Linked DNA regions of Sus scrofa: all the other regions are linked to region 2. Evidence: chromatin contacts called from public Hi-C data. All regions are on one chromosome and are shown on one strand. The core of a region is the stretch at or near the end of the contact, and the rest is flanking DNA. Distances in the headings are between cores, read along the strand shown.

What was found. Hi-C and Micro-C count contacts between places; a contact is called where the count stands out from the background.
Region 1: a contact with region 2 is called in a Hi-C map of retroperitoneal adipose tissue, with 1.8 times the contacts expected there. The contact joins two enhancer-like sites. A contact is called at or near these places in 4 of 47 Hi-C or Micro-C datasets (brain, heart right ventricle, retroperitoneal adipose tissue and 1 more) and 2 of 2 datasets of contacts at active chromatin or transcription factors (alveolar macrophages and skeletal muscle).
Region 3: a Hi-C map of omental adipose tissue shows a contact between it and region 2, with 2.1 times the contacts expected there. The contact joins two enhancer-like sites. A contact is called at or near these places in 1 of 5 promoter capture datasets (liver), 21 of 47 Hi-C or Micro-C datasets (alveolar macrophages, brain, embryonic fibroblasts and 12 more) and 1 of 2 datasets of contacts at active chromatin or transcription factors (skeletal muscle).

Annotation. Positions count from the first base shown.
Region 1 is chr18:14,336,438-14,341,001 of Sscrofa11.1, reverse strand. The region is part of intron 3 of CALD1 (caldesmon); the gene reads left to right. Among named protein-coding and RNA genes, the nearest start is that of AGBL3, 73 kb to the right of the region's middle. Within about 2 kb of position 2,376, at least 10 of the 83 cell types and tissues checked have an H3K27ac peak or open chromatin away from gene starts, as enhancers often do. A contact at or near this core is called in retroperitoneal adipose tissue, where this site is marked.
Region 2 is chr18:14,531,717-14,536,394 of Sscrofa11.1, reverse strand. No RefSeq gene overlaps it. Among named protein-coding and RNA genes, the nearest start is that of CALD1, 47 kb to the right of the region's middle. Within about 2 kb of position 2,199, at least 27 of the 83 cell types and tissues checked have an H3K27ac peak or open chromatin away from gene starts, as enhancers often do. A contact at or near this core is called in omental adipose tissue and retroperitoneal adipose tissue, where this site is marked.
Region 3 is chr18:14,287,830-14,292,432 of Sscrofa11.1, reverse strand. CALD1 (caldesmon) reads left to right here. Exons shown (of 15, transcript XM_021079167.1): 8 at 2,311-2,569. Among named protein-coding and RNA genes, the nearest start is that of AGBL3, 25 kb to the right of the region's middle. Within about 2 kb of position 2,577, at least 3 of the 83 cell types and tissues checked have an H3K27ac peak or open chromatin away from gene starts, as enhancers often do. A contact at or near this core is called in omental adipose tissue, where this site is marked.

The DNA.
Region 1 (4,564 bases), core at 1,127-3,626, 200 kb after region 2:
GAACTGTTTGCTTTGGAAGCCACCTACACCGATGTTAATTGAGAACAGAGCTCAGAACGAGGGCCTGAGAACTGCACCCGGATGAACTTTTCAGTGGGCTGGTTTCCGTTGATCTCTACAGAATCGAATTATTGTATGCAAGTGATACCGTGAGTGATCAGCTAGTTCTCCAAAGGCTGAGCACGTGGATCAGTGTCTTTTCCTTTAACTAGTTCTCTACCTCAGAAGAATTATTTGTAATTGATCATGTAAAGTCGACGTCATGAAAGCTACTGGGGACCCTGGCCCCCACTGCCCATTAATAACATTCTGGAAATTATGAAGCAATCTGGGCCCTTTACAATCTAAATCTAAACCGGATGAGCCTCTATTAGAGAGATTACAGTAAAAAATAACAATCAGCTCTCTGATGATCCTATGCCGAGGGAAAGGGTGGGGAGGAGTAGATTTGGCAAAGGACAAGCCCAGACTTTCGTCACCGGGACAGACCAAAGTGTTAACACAAAGGGAGAACCCGGGAGCATCCTGCACACCGCATTTCAGCCGCAAATACCATGGCACCTCCTCGGGCCCAGTCCACGCCCTGAGCGCCCCAGGGTCTCCGCACCTCTGCGCTCGCCGCCCCCGCCCCTTCCAGCTGCAGATATGCTCGGGGGATCCGGATCGCAGGGAAGACGCAGCCTGGCCGCGCTCTCCCAGTGAGTGCTCGCTTCACCTCTTCGGTTTTCCTTCTTCTTTTTTCTTATAAAGGAATTTTGTTAAAAAGAAAAAAAAATGTAACTGTGGGAGTGGGAGGGAAGAGAAGAAATCAGGAGGCAAAGAAAGGCGGTGAGTGTGTAAGTTTCAGACCTGTATGAAACTTTTTGGTCTCAACCTGGTTGTGGTTCTGAGTGGTTTGCCTCATTTCCATTTTTATGGTGGTTTGTAGACCATTTGTGGGGGTGGGGGGTGGGGGTTATACCTAGGCACGGCTTTTCTTATTTCAAATAGCGATCTACAGAGCCTTCTGTTTCTAAAGATCTGCTGTTAATTTAGACCTGAACCCTCTTCAGGGCTCAGAGACTTTGGCTAAAGCACACATTGCCCAATCCTTACAGACAACAGCCCAAAGCCTTTAATACACTGACCATCTGACTGTGACAGAACAAGACCGCGAGCACATGCTATTGATCAGAGTGTTGTTCAGATAGCAGGCTCCAAAGTTGAGGATCCTGGAATCTTGGAATGTTCAAGCTAGAGGGGCCCCTAGGGTTGTTTGCTGTATTGCTCTGCTTCTATAGACAGGGCTGTGCACCTCAGAGGGGCAGCTCAGCTGACCCAAAACCAGAGGACAGTCAGTAGCCGGGAAGCCAGGGTCTTTGTACTCACAGGCAACAGCCCTTTTCACGATGGCGTTTATGAGGTTTGGAAAACTCGCTGGATCTTGGAAAAAGGTACCGCACAAGAGTAAGAACACCAGATGGCCTTTCAGTAAATCTGTCCCATTTTAGGGAGTTTTGGCATGGATTCAGCATGACAATTGTTGTTCCAGTTGTTCCAGCATTTGTGCAACAGTTCGCCAAATAAACAGGAACTCAACGGGGTCCTAAAAATGAGACCCATGTCCACTTATATTAGCAAATCTCTTGGGTGACAGTTTCTGTGAGTGTGAATGCGCAAAAGGCTGTTGGAGGTAATCTATACAGTCCTGAGGTTATCATAGTGGTTGGGGGTTTTTACTTTTTTGGCAATTTACTGTTACAGATCATTCTGTTACGTAAAGGAGGTATTCTGATTTTGGGGGTGGTTTTGTATCTAGAGCTTCTCATTTGATTGCAGACCCCAGTCAACGCCCATTCCTCACCCCCAACCCACCCCCCCGTTGCTCTCTATTGCCCCCAACCCTATTACTCCACCAGAACTTCTTTGCAATCCTAGGTCTCCGTGGAATTTTAGAAACCCCATTCTTGTAATGCCTCCATTTCAGAAAAGGAAACCAAGGCATGTGGAGTGAGGGGCTTGTCCAGTGTTCACAACTGGCCAACCACAGAGCTTAGAAGGAAGGCAAAGAGGCCAGTGGGGGGAGGGGGTGCGAATTCCAGCTTCTGTTTTTTTTTTCCTACTCCATCATGCCCACGATCTATCAGTTTACTTTCTCCGTGTCTCTCCACTCACTCTGTCATTCCCTGAATTTCAGCAGTTATTGCCTCCTACCTAGACGATTGCAGTTGCCTTCTATCTGGTCTTGGCTTCAGGCTCTCTCCCCTTTCCAGTCCTGTCCCATCTCGCCCTCCTGTCCCTCAGCTTTGAAGACAGAGCCCACTCTCCTCAACATGGCATTCGAGGTCTCCACAGTCTGTCTGCCTTTAATAGCCCTTCCCATTTGGACCTCCCCCTGCTCTGACCAAATCACGTCACTCGCTGGTTCCCAAACTCATGTCCAAGCCACCTTCCTTCCTTGGCTCACTCTTTCCTCTGTGGGGAACACTCCGTGCGCCTTAGTTTCCTCGTCTGAAATGGAGGCATTCAACAAGACTGGGGTTTCTGAAGGGTTCCACGGAGACCAACGAAGTTTTGGTGGAGTGGGTAGGGCGACATGGAATAGAGAAGAGGCAGGGTGGCATAGAAGTGAGCAATGCGGGTTACAGTAAACATTAGAGGCTCAGAGTTCTTGTTGTGGCTCAGCAGTCGTAAACCTGACTAGTATTTCAAGAGGCTGCAGGTACGATCCCTGGCCCTCCTCAGTGGGTTGAGTATCCGGCGCTGCAGTGTAGATCGCAGATGTGGCTTGGATTTGGCGTGGCTGTGGCTGTGGCATAGGCTGGCAGCTGCAGCTCTGATTCAACGCCTAGCCTGAGAACTTCCATATGCGACAGGTACAGCCCATAAAATGAAAAATTTTTAAAAACAAAAGGAAAGAAATTAGAGGCTCTAGCTTACCTGTTCCTGACTTCCTTTCTGTCCTTCAAGGTCCTGATCAAATGCTACTTTCCACCACAAGACTTCCTCAGCTCCCCTTTTCTCTCCACACTAATAACTTTTGCCTATCCTTCTGTTTTTCACCTTGAACTAAAGTTAAGTGAGCATCGGTGAGCTTGCTTGTCCTCCTGCAATAAATGGGAATTCATTTGAGGGCAGGGACTATTTTGAATCTCTGAACCTTCAACTTCTAACATGGTACCAATGCTCAGAAAATATCCATTAGCATTCCCATTATTGGATAAACCAAACTCAATTCATCTAAGTTCACTTTTCACTGGACTCATTTGAACACACAAAGCTTCTGCACCTTCTGCTTAGGAAGAAGTATTAGGTTAAATGCCAAAACAGATGCCCAACAAAATGAGTTCTAAATTCCTTTCCATTTGCATCAGATAATTTATTTCAGTTTCATCACCTACAGAGCAAGACTGACAGTGTTTTTTTTATGAGGTGCATTAAAATTCCTGAATGCCAAGACCTACCCAGAGCCATGTTATTTTCAGGGGTAGGTGTGAAAGGCTGTTCAGTTCTTTAGTTTTCAGGGTGTTGCTTAATTTGTTTCTGGTAAGATTATTGAGAGATTCTGTCACTTGCAGTCTAATATCTTCACCACTTCCATACTTTCTCATTTTCCCAAAGCCTTAGTGAAGTCTTCTTGAGTCAGGATTTTGGATTTCTTGTAAATAGCCATGCTTTTGTCCATTAAGAGTTAAATTTCTCATAAGGTGTGCTTTTATATATCCTGAGGATGAAAAAGTTTTGTTCCTGTGACATATTTTGTAACAAATGTGGAAGGGGATATAAATTTTTAAACCATGGAATCAAAGAAATGTAGGAAATTATTTAGTTCATCCCACTGGTTTTCTGAAGAAACTAAGTTAAAAACATGTCAGGGGAATAAATGACTGGCATAATTATCCAAGATACAGAAAGGGTACATGTACCTATATTCAGATTTGTAAAAAGTTTAGGAATAGCTGTTTTTTTTCAGTCTTCTTGGTGAATGTAGCATTACAATTTTCCAGCATGTTAAAGTTTTAAAAAATTCAATGAAAACCATATATTTCCTTCTCCCTAATAAATATCACATTTGAAACACTTCCTAATTGCTGTGAATTGTCATTATGAATATAGTTATTTAAATCATGCAGTGAAACAGTGGTATCTCCGAGGCTGCAGCTCCCATCCAAAAATGGTCCAATTATTGTTTGATGTCTTCCATCTTCTTATTTATGTATTTTATCTTTCCTAATTAGTCTTAAGGCATCCAGCTCTAGCAGTTCCACTATCTATTCTGCTGTAGCCAAGGCTATCAAGAAACCTCCTTTGTTAGAATTGTGTTCACAGGAAAAGTCCCCAGTCTGGGTAGAGGAGCAGTGAGGAGCCTTCTTTCCTGCAGAGTCAAAGGCGTGTGCATTTTGTGACTGTTGGTTTGTATAACAAACTGGCCATTTTTACTCCTTTGGGGTTCAAAGATTGGCTTTAAATGATTGACTTTACTGGACCTCTTATCTGGTTAAGGGTAAAATTACTCCTTGCTGTTAATGAATCAAAAACTAAGAACAAGTGGCAGAGAAACATGTACTTGTGCTTTTTGTGTGGG
Region 2 (4,678 bases), core at 950-3,449:
AGTGCTTGCTTGCTTTATTTTATTTTATTTTATTTTATTTTATTTTATTTTATTTTATTTTATTTTATTTTATTTTATTTTATGCTTTTAGGGCCACACTGGCGGCATATGGAAGTTCCCAGGCCAGGGGTCGAATCAGAGATGAAGCTGCCGGCCTATGCCACAGCCACAGCAACAACCTACACATCTGAGCCAGAATTAATTGCAACACTGAATTGTGACACTTTGAAAGCAGAGCTACCCCATTGGGAGTGGAGGAAGGGCCTCAGAAACCACTCCACTCACTCCCCCCTCTCCCCGCCCCCTGCCCCTCTGGCACCTCGACCGAACCTTGGGACAGTTTGAACCGCACTGGCTCAGATGATGGCTAAAGTCTCCTTGAGTTTATTAAAAAGAAGCTTTGCTGGAAATACATCAGAGACAGGCTTTGAGAATCTGGCAGTCTTGTTTTAGAGCAAAGGACATACTCCATGAACCTTACTCTGCTCAGGAATCATGCATGGGAGCCGGAAAACCTCTCTCTCTTTACCTCTTCCTTCCCCCACCTCATCTATATCTGTAACTGTATTTATATCTCAGGGTCTCAACATCCCATTTGTTGGCAATAAGCGTTTATTGAACACTTGCCTTTTGGGAAAGCACATTATTAAGTATTGGAGGGAATAAGAAACATAAAAAATGGGGAGCAATGAAACTGTTTCTTTATACCTCTATGAAAATCAGCAGCACATCCAAAGCCACATCATATACAGGAGTGAAGCCCTGCAGATCCTTAGACACTGGAATGGGGTGAGAAAAAAACGGTATTTGAGCAAAACTATTTTGACAAAGAGACGAAAAGGGGGTCAGAGCAGGGAAAATGCAAACCGGGAGACTGAATCCCGAGGACTGTAGCAATACCCACCCTGGGTGTGATGAGGACCCAGCCTGGAATGACAGCTCTCCCCTCTGAGAGTAGCACCAGGAAATGGGGAAAGCTTGTCTGGGGACAGAAAACCTGGAGACCTAGGGGCTGGCACTAGATTTGCCCTCAACTTGTCAGCGAGAGGCTCTAGGATGAGGGGTAGGGCCTGATTGTCTGTGAGGTCCACCGTGATCCATAAAGTCTAGGATTCTCCCCTTGTGACTCAGAGGGGCCATAAGGCATGTATTCTCTGCATACATTTTAACTGATCCCCAGATCCTTCTAGATTTTTTTCCATGTTGATGGTTGAGTCATTAGAGCAGTCCCCATTGGCTGAAAGCACTACCTAGAAAAACTGTGTGATAGCAACTAGCCCTTGTATGGAACTTATTCTGTGTAGGCCCTGCTTAACTGCTTCATATATAATAGTGTATGAAGTAGATACTATTACCATTCTCATTTCATAGATAAGGAAACCCAGGCACAGAGTGGTTAAGTAAGTTACTCGAGGTCACACAGCTACAAGTGGTAGAAATGAACTTCAAACCTAGGCAGCTCTGGAGCCAATGTATTAAACCACCACACTGACAACCTCTCTGTCATAAAACAAATAACAATAGCAATACCACAATAATAATGTATACGGGATCTCCTTGGCCATTCTGAACAAGGAGAGTGTCAAGCCCTTAGGAGAGGCAAAGCAACCAGGAGGCAGGTGGGGGTGGGGTGACAGTGGACCTCGGGGTGTGTTAAGGGGCCTGGAGGATGTCACAGCTACTGTGTAGATGGATTGCTGCCACTGTATCTATTTCTCTCTAAAAATTAGCAGCAACAAAGAAACATGATCATTTGCAACTTTAAAAAGAAGCTAGCAGCTATAGGAATCTGGAAATAATATCCCTTTAACTCAAAGGACTGATGCATTGGTTTAAAAGGGGTTGACTTTAAAGCTGGTATGTGAGTTTACTGAGGCCATTGGCAGGGATGTTAACAATTTATGGAATGCGTTTTTGGAAAGGATTAGGGGGAAAAACATGTTGTGTCTTACAAACCCAGAGTTAGGAATACAGCTCTAAGGGGTGAACATTAAATATCAAGCTTTCAGGATGCATAGTTTTTAAGGGAATTTGTTTGCCTTTCCTCCCGTCTTGCTCTTTTTTTTCAGACCTTACCCAAAGGATCACATTCAGGCCATACCGGATGTTCCCAAATCATTTCCATCTGACGCCCGGACGGCCCAGGAGGCCTGGCCTTAAGGAGCAACCCCTGGTGAGTGCTATTTGTGAAGGGACCAAGATAGAAGCCGTCAGTTGTTTCTGTTCAGCCTGGTCCCAGGCCTCACCAGCAAGGGCTCACTGGTTTTCCTCTGTCAGCTGAGTTTTAGAAACAGGCTGCTGTTTACATTCTGGCCAAGGACTGAAATAAGAAAAAAGCAGCTCTTCATCTCTATTCTAATTCCCTCCCCCCTTCTCCCTCCCCACTGTACAAACCACGGGCTTCCCGTGGAGGAGAGCTGATTTATAGCAGATGGGTAAACTGAGGCACTGAGAGGTTGATCAACGTGTCCTGGCTCTGCTTGATGGTTGTATCGCAAGGAAAGGCATATAGAATTCTCTGTCCAGAGGAGAACCTCTGGCAGCTAAGAGTGTTCAATCAGAAGGAAAACACCACGCTTTTAAAAGAATCCTTTTCTTGCTATTTCTGGAAATGGTACTTGGAGCCCACCTGCCTGGCTCCAGATTTTCACAGCTCCCCCAAACACAAGAGAGCCTTTCAGTTCTGTATTCACTTTCACAGTGACCAACTGATCAGACAAAACACACCTGGCAGAAAGGATTTCCAGCTGCTCCAGAGGCAGCAGTGATTTCATCAAGGGTGGAGGTTGGGCACACTAGTATTTAACAGGGAGGCAGGGTCTAAACTGAAATGAGATGGGGGTGGGGGTGGGAGCTGTGGGGGTGAGGGTGGGGGGCTAGAACTGGCAGCAGTGGGCCAGGTGTGCACAGAACCTCTGCCTCCGCTGAGAGAGAATCTGATGGGAGAGGCTCGTACAATCGTTCTGTCTCAGACAGTGGTCCGAGCCCAGGAAAGGCACTTAGCCCTACATCCAGCCCTCTAGGTTGTTTTTCTTTTTAGACTGTATTTATTGGAGATGTTTTAGATTCACCACAAATGTGAGAGGAAGGGACAGAGCTTTTCTACACCCCTGTCCCTACACATGTAGAGCCTCCCCCGTGATCAATGTCACTCACCAGAGTGATTCGTTACTATCAAGCATGAACCTACCTTGTTACAACATAATCATCCAAAGACCTGAAGTCCATCATTTACCTTAGGTTTCATTCTTAAGCTTGTACATTCTATGGATTTGGACAGATGTACAATGATAAACATCCATCTGTATAATAGTATACAGAGTATTTTCATTGCCCTAAAAATGCTCTGTGCTCTGCCTGTTCATCCCTCCTGCCCCTCCCCAACCCCTGGCAACCACTGACCTTTTTACTATCTCCAGTTTTGTCTTTTCCAGAATTTTTTAGAGTTGGAATCATACTGTATGTAGCTTTTTCAGATTGCCTTTTTTCACTTACGAATATACATTGATGTTTTCTCTGTGTCCTTTCATGGCTGGATAGCTTGCTTCTTCTTAGTGCTAAATAATAGTAATTGTCCAATGTACCACAGTGTATCTGCTCACCTACCGAAGGACATCTTGGTTCCTTCCAAGCTTTGGCAATAATGAACAAAGCAGTTCTAAACATCTGTGTGCAACTTTTTGTGCAGACCTAAGTTTTCAGCAATTTTGAGTAAATACCATGGAGCGCAGCAGCTGAATCATAAGGTAAGAGTATGTTTAGTTTTTAAACCACCAGACTGTCTTGCAAAGAGGTTGCATCCCACTGGTGCATTCCTGCCAGCATTCCTCTTGTTCCACATTTTCACCAGCATCTGTTTTTTTCACTGTTCTGGACTTGGCCTGGTCTAATAGGTGTGAAGTTGTAGTGCATTTTAATTTGCATTTCCCTAATGATACATGATGTGGAGCATATATTCACATGCTCATTTGGCATCTATATATCTTCTTTGGTTAGGTGTCTGTTAAGATCTTTGGCCCATTTTTTAATCCAGTTGTTTGTTTCCTTATTGTTGATTTTTAAGAGTTCTTTGTATTTTTTGGATAATAGTCCTTTATCAGGTGTGTCTTTTCTCCCAATATATGGCTTGTCTTTTAATTAATTCTCTTAACGTTGATTTCCACAAAGCAGAACTTTTTTTTTTTTTTTTTTTTGCTTTTTAGGGCCACACTTGTGGCATATGGAGTTTCCCAGGCTAGGGATTGAATGGGAGCTGTAGCTGCTGGCCTACGCCATAGCTGCAGCAGCTTGGGATCTGAGCCAGGCCTGAGATATATGCCACAGCTCAGAGCTATGCTGGATCCTTAACCCACTTAGCAAGACCAGGGATCAAACCCAGATCCTCATAGACACCAGTTGGGTTTGTTTTGGCTGAGCCATAATGGGAACTCCAGAACTTTTTAATTTTAATGAGTCCAGCTTATCAATTATTTCTTTCATGGATTGTGCCTTCAATGTTGTATCTAAAAAGGTATACTCAAGATCATCTAGGTTTTCTCCCATGTTATTTTTCACATGTTTTATAATTTCGTGCTTTACTTTCAGATCTATGATGCATTTTGAGTCAATTTTTGTGAAAGGCTGTAAAGATTAAACACTGCTGTAAGGATAAGCTACTTGGCATTTTTCTTGATGTCAG
Region 3 (4,603 bases), core at 1,328-3,827, 240 kb after region 2:
GAGAACCTTCTGGAAGAAATTTCTGTATTGGTGGCACCCTAATGCTGAGTGCATGCCAGCACATCTGAGCAAAGGCGACGTGGATGGAACTCCTCTTCCAGTTTTGAGCGTAGCCCCTTTGGTCCGATTTAATTACTGATCCCTTTAGAGGCCTGCTTTCTTACCGGCAAATTGTTTCCCCTAAAGCATAATAGGAAAATTTCAATTCAAGAAGCAAGCCTATAGAGACAGCAGATAATACCAAGGTTTTGTAGAAAGAACAAAATGAGGATTTGTTTTGCTTTCTGTTTACTTTTTTATTGTGGGAATCAGGGTTTTTATTCTGATTACAGGGGGGAAATGTACTCATTAAAACATTCAGAAAATAAATATTATATTAAAAGTATAAAAAGAAATACCCATCACCCAAAGATAACTACCAGTAACATTTTTTCCAGGCATTCTCTGTGTGAATGCATTCAAAACAGACACACACATGCACATATAGTATGTATACGTGTTAGTATAATTATATATGTATAATTCTGCAGCATGCATAAGTTCCTGGGACAGGGATCGAACGTGTGCCACAGCAGTGACTCTAGCCACAGCAGTGGCAAAACCAGATCCTTAACCACTAGGCTGCCAGGGAACTCCTATAGTTATAAATCTCTGTTTTATTTATTTATTTATTTAGTTTTGTCTTTTTAGGGCCACACCCGTGGCATATGGAGGTTCCCAGGCTAGGGGTCTAATCAGAGCTGTTGCTGCCAGCCTACGCCAGCGCCATAGCAATGCCAGATCTGTGCCGCGTCTGTGACCTACACCACAGCTCACGACAGTGCCAGATCCTTAACTTACTGAGCGAGGCCAGGGATCGAACCCGCAACCTCGTGGTTCCTAGTCAGATTCGTTTCTGCTGCGCCACAACAGGAACTCCCTATACCTCTCTGTTTTGAAATGATTCTTGCATTGTGTGTAACAATGTATCTTAGCTAGCTTCTGTACCAATGAATGTAAGCCTGCAGTTAATGTTAGAGTGTTCAGCTGGGTGGATGGATCATGATTTATTTAATCAGTCCCTAATGATGGGTCTTTGAATATCCAAAATGAAGACCGAGCAACACCTAGTGGAATCCAGAGAAGTTTCTATAGATATAAGTTTGCCAGTCCAACCAAATACTAACATGGTGAACACAAAGAAAGAACAAACTCACCTCTGAAGATGGAAAGACCTTAAATTAACTGAGAGGGGAGATTTCCTCTGCGGAGGTATAGGCCTATGAACCTTTAAGACCCTGAAACAGGTTGCCAAGATTTCAGGGACCTTCTAACCTCGATGGAGTTAAATATAAAAGAGTTCATCTTTAGCCATCAAGAACCTAGAACATATATTTTAACTGTTTAACCTCAGCTCCTAGTAAGAAATAAATTTTACATCATAACCCAGTACACAGCTACGTATATATTTATAAATGAAAAAAGCACATCAAGAAATAAGCATTTCCCTTGTTCTGTGCAATGCCCTCTGATGTTTTCTAGGGTTTTTTTATGCTAATTACAGGTCACTAAATTGATTTTCCAACCTGAAAGTCATTGTCCTAAAGGACATAGTTTATTCAGAACTACCTCATTATTTAAAAAGCATGAGATGTACACATGAGATTGGTATTGGTAATTGTGTAATCTTGAATTCATTTTTCCGTTTTATTCTTCCTCTTGCTCCATAGCTAGAAACACTGTACCACTCTCTCCATGAAATAAATGATACTAGACTGTGGTAATTCATCTGTTACAAAAGTGTCAGAAATGGGCTACCTGTGTTCAGATTCAGCTAAAAATGCCCTCACTACTTATTAACAAGTATTTGAGTATGATTTCTCCTTTTTTTGTGGCTGAATATATTCCATTATCTGTATTTATTCCGCATTTTCTTTATACATTCAACCATCAGTGGACACTTGGGTTGTTTCCGTATCTTGTCTGTTGTAAATAATGCTGCAGGACCTTGGGACGCATGTATCTTTTTGAATTAGTGTTTTTCTTTGGATAAATACCCAGAAGTGGAATTGCTGGTGCATAGAGCAGTTCTACTGTTAATCTTTTGAGGAACTCCCCTACTGTTCGCCAAGTGGCTGTACCTATTTACAGTCCCACCTTCAGTGCCTCTTTGCCCCCGTCGTACATCAGAGGATACCCGGGGTAAGTGGCAGAGGAGGGACTTGGATTCAGACCTAACCTGGAGATTCCCAGGGGCCCCCAGCCTACCCCTTGGGCTGCTGGGAGGATCCACCGTGCAGTAAGGCAGACATGTGTCCACCTCCTTTGCAGCCGCCCTGGAGGGAGGGCCAGTGAGGCCAAGGAGACTGAGGGCGCTTCCCAAGTGGAAGCGGGCAAGCGGCTGGAGGAGCTTCGCCGCCGCCGCGGGGAGACCGAGAGTGAGGAGTTCGAGAAGCTCAAGCAGAAACAGCAGGAGGCGGCCTTGGAACTGGAGGAGCTGAAGAAGAAGAGGGAGGAGCGAAGGAAGGTCCTGGAGGAGGAGGAGCAGAGGAGGAAGCAGGAGGAAGCAGAGCGAAAAGTCAGAGAGGAGGTAAGGAGGGCACCGCGCCCAGCGCACCCAGCACTCAGCGCGCCCGAGCCGCTGAGTGTGGAGCTCTGTTCACCCTTCCAGTCCTGGAAATAGTTTCTTCCCCGGTGAACTGCTGCTGTCAGAGTCCAAATACATTTGAAGATGAATCCGCTTGCTCTGTGCCAGGCGTGGTTCTAAACCCTTTATACACATTAGTTTAGCCAGTTCCCCTAAGAACTCTCTGACGTGGGTAGTCTTATCATCCCCATTTTACAGATGAGGAAGCTGAGGCACAGAGAGGGTTTTGTAATTTTTTCCCCAGGTCCCACTTGTCTTAATCCATGACCCTGTACTGTCCCTCAATAAGAGAACAGTTAGAGAGCAGCGGAGGATGAAAAGGTCTGCAGATCACAAGAACCAAAAGTCACGTGATAGCTGTTTTTGAATATTTGAAGGGGTTTTACGGAGAAGAGTCTTTTCAATTGCTTTTGGGGTGTTTTAAATGGAAAAGTAAGGAACTAGATTTTCACAGGCAGGGATAGTATCTGCTTTGTTCATTACTGTATACCCAGGACCCAGTTCGTGCCAGGCATGTAGCAGGAGCCCAGTAATTATGAACAGATGAATTTGTTCCGTCTTCTTAAACAAAACTAAAAACAACAGATAAAGTTTCAAAAGGCAAATTTTGAAAAGTAGAAAAGTACTTAACCAACTACTGTAAGCCTTGTAGTTTACAAGGTGTGTTTCTCCTTTAATCCTGAAGTAGTAGTATTCTCATTTTATGGACAAAACTATAGGAGTCAAGTAGTTTGAGTGACTTGTGTGAAATTACTTGACTAATAAGTGGTAGAACCAGTATTGAGACCCAGCTTCTCCCACTCAGCCTAGACTTTTTCCCATTTATCTTCAGAAGTAGTGACTGCCCATCATTAAAAATATGCAAAAAGACTTTAGATGACTTTCTGATGTGGATCCTACACAAACATTCCCTGAACTTGTGGAAAGTTTGCATAGATTATTCCAAGTGCTCTTCCAACTCTAGCTTTCAATGAGCCAATGACCTTTGGTTGGGAAGTAATTGGGATGACAGAGCTTTAGAATCAAACACACCTGGCCTTATATTCCTAACTCTGACATTGGCAAGCTGGGACCTTGGGAGAATTGCTGGATTGCTCCGAGACTTCTTTTCCTTATCTGTGAAATATCTCCTTTCAAGTTGTGGTGACGATGAAATCATTGTATTCATGGTGCCTGGTACCTAAGAGTCACTCAGGAAGTTATAGTTATTACTGTTACTTAAAGAGAAACAAAGTATCAGTGAAGGCAGAAGAGAAACCGGAACTCTTGAACTGAACTGGACCTAGGAGATGACTTGGTCTAACCTCCTACTAAGCACAAAGTCTTAGCTGGGGCTGCTGTAAGAAATTTTCGTATGCTGATAAGCAACAGAAATTTATTTCTCACACTTTTGAGGTTAGGACGTCCAGGATCAAAGTGCCAGCAAATTCTGTGTCCGGTGAGACCTCACTTCCCAGTTCACAAATGTAGTCTTCTTGCTGCGACCTCATAGGGTCAAAGTGGTGAGAGAGCTCTCGGGGACCTCTTTTTGAAAGGCACTTCATCCCTTTCATGAAGATTCCACTCTCATGATCTAATCACCTCTCCAACTGCGCCCCCCCCCAATACCATCTCTTTAGGGGTTAAGATTTCAACATATGTGTTTGGGGAGGGCCACAAACGTTCAGTCCATAACACACAGGATCTTTCTTCAACATCCCCTGACAGATGAATATCCTGTCTCTGCTTGAGAACATCCAGTTTGAAAACTACAAAAGACTCCATTAATCTCTCAGAAAATTGTTCATAGAGAATGTGGAGCTTGATGAGAAAACAGGAGAAAGTATTCTTGGCCAGGAATGAAGGCACAGAGAGGTTCACAGACAAACTGTAAACATCCGATTTCACCACTAGGATGCAGCATCTACACCATTTCAGATTTGTTAAACCACCTAAAACAGAGGTGGGGACACCATGAAATCATATCCTCTACAAGTT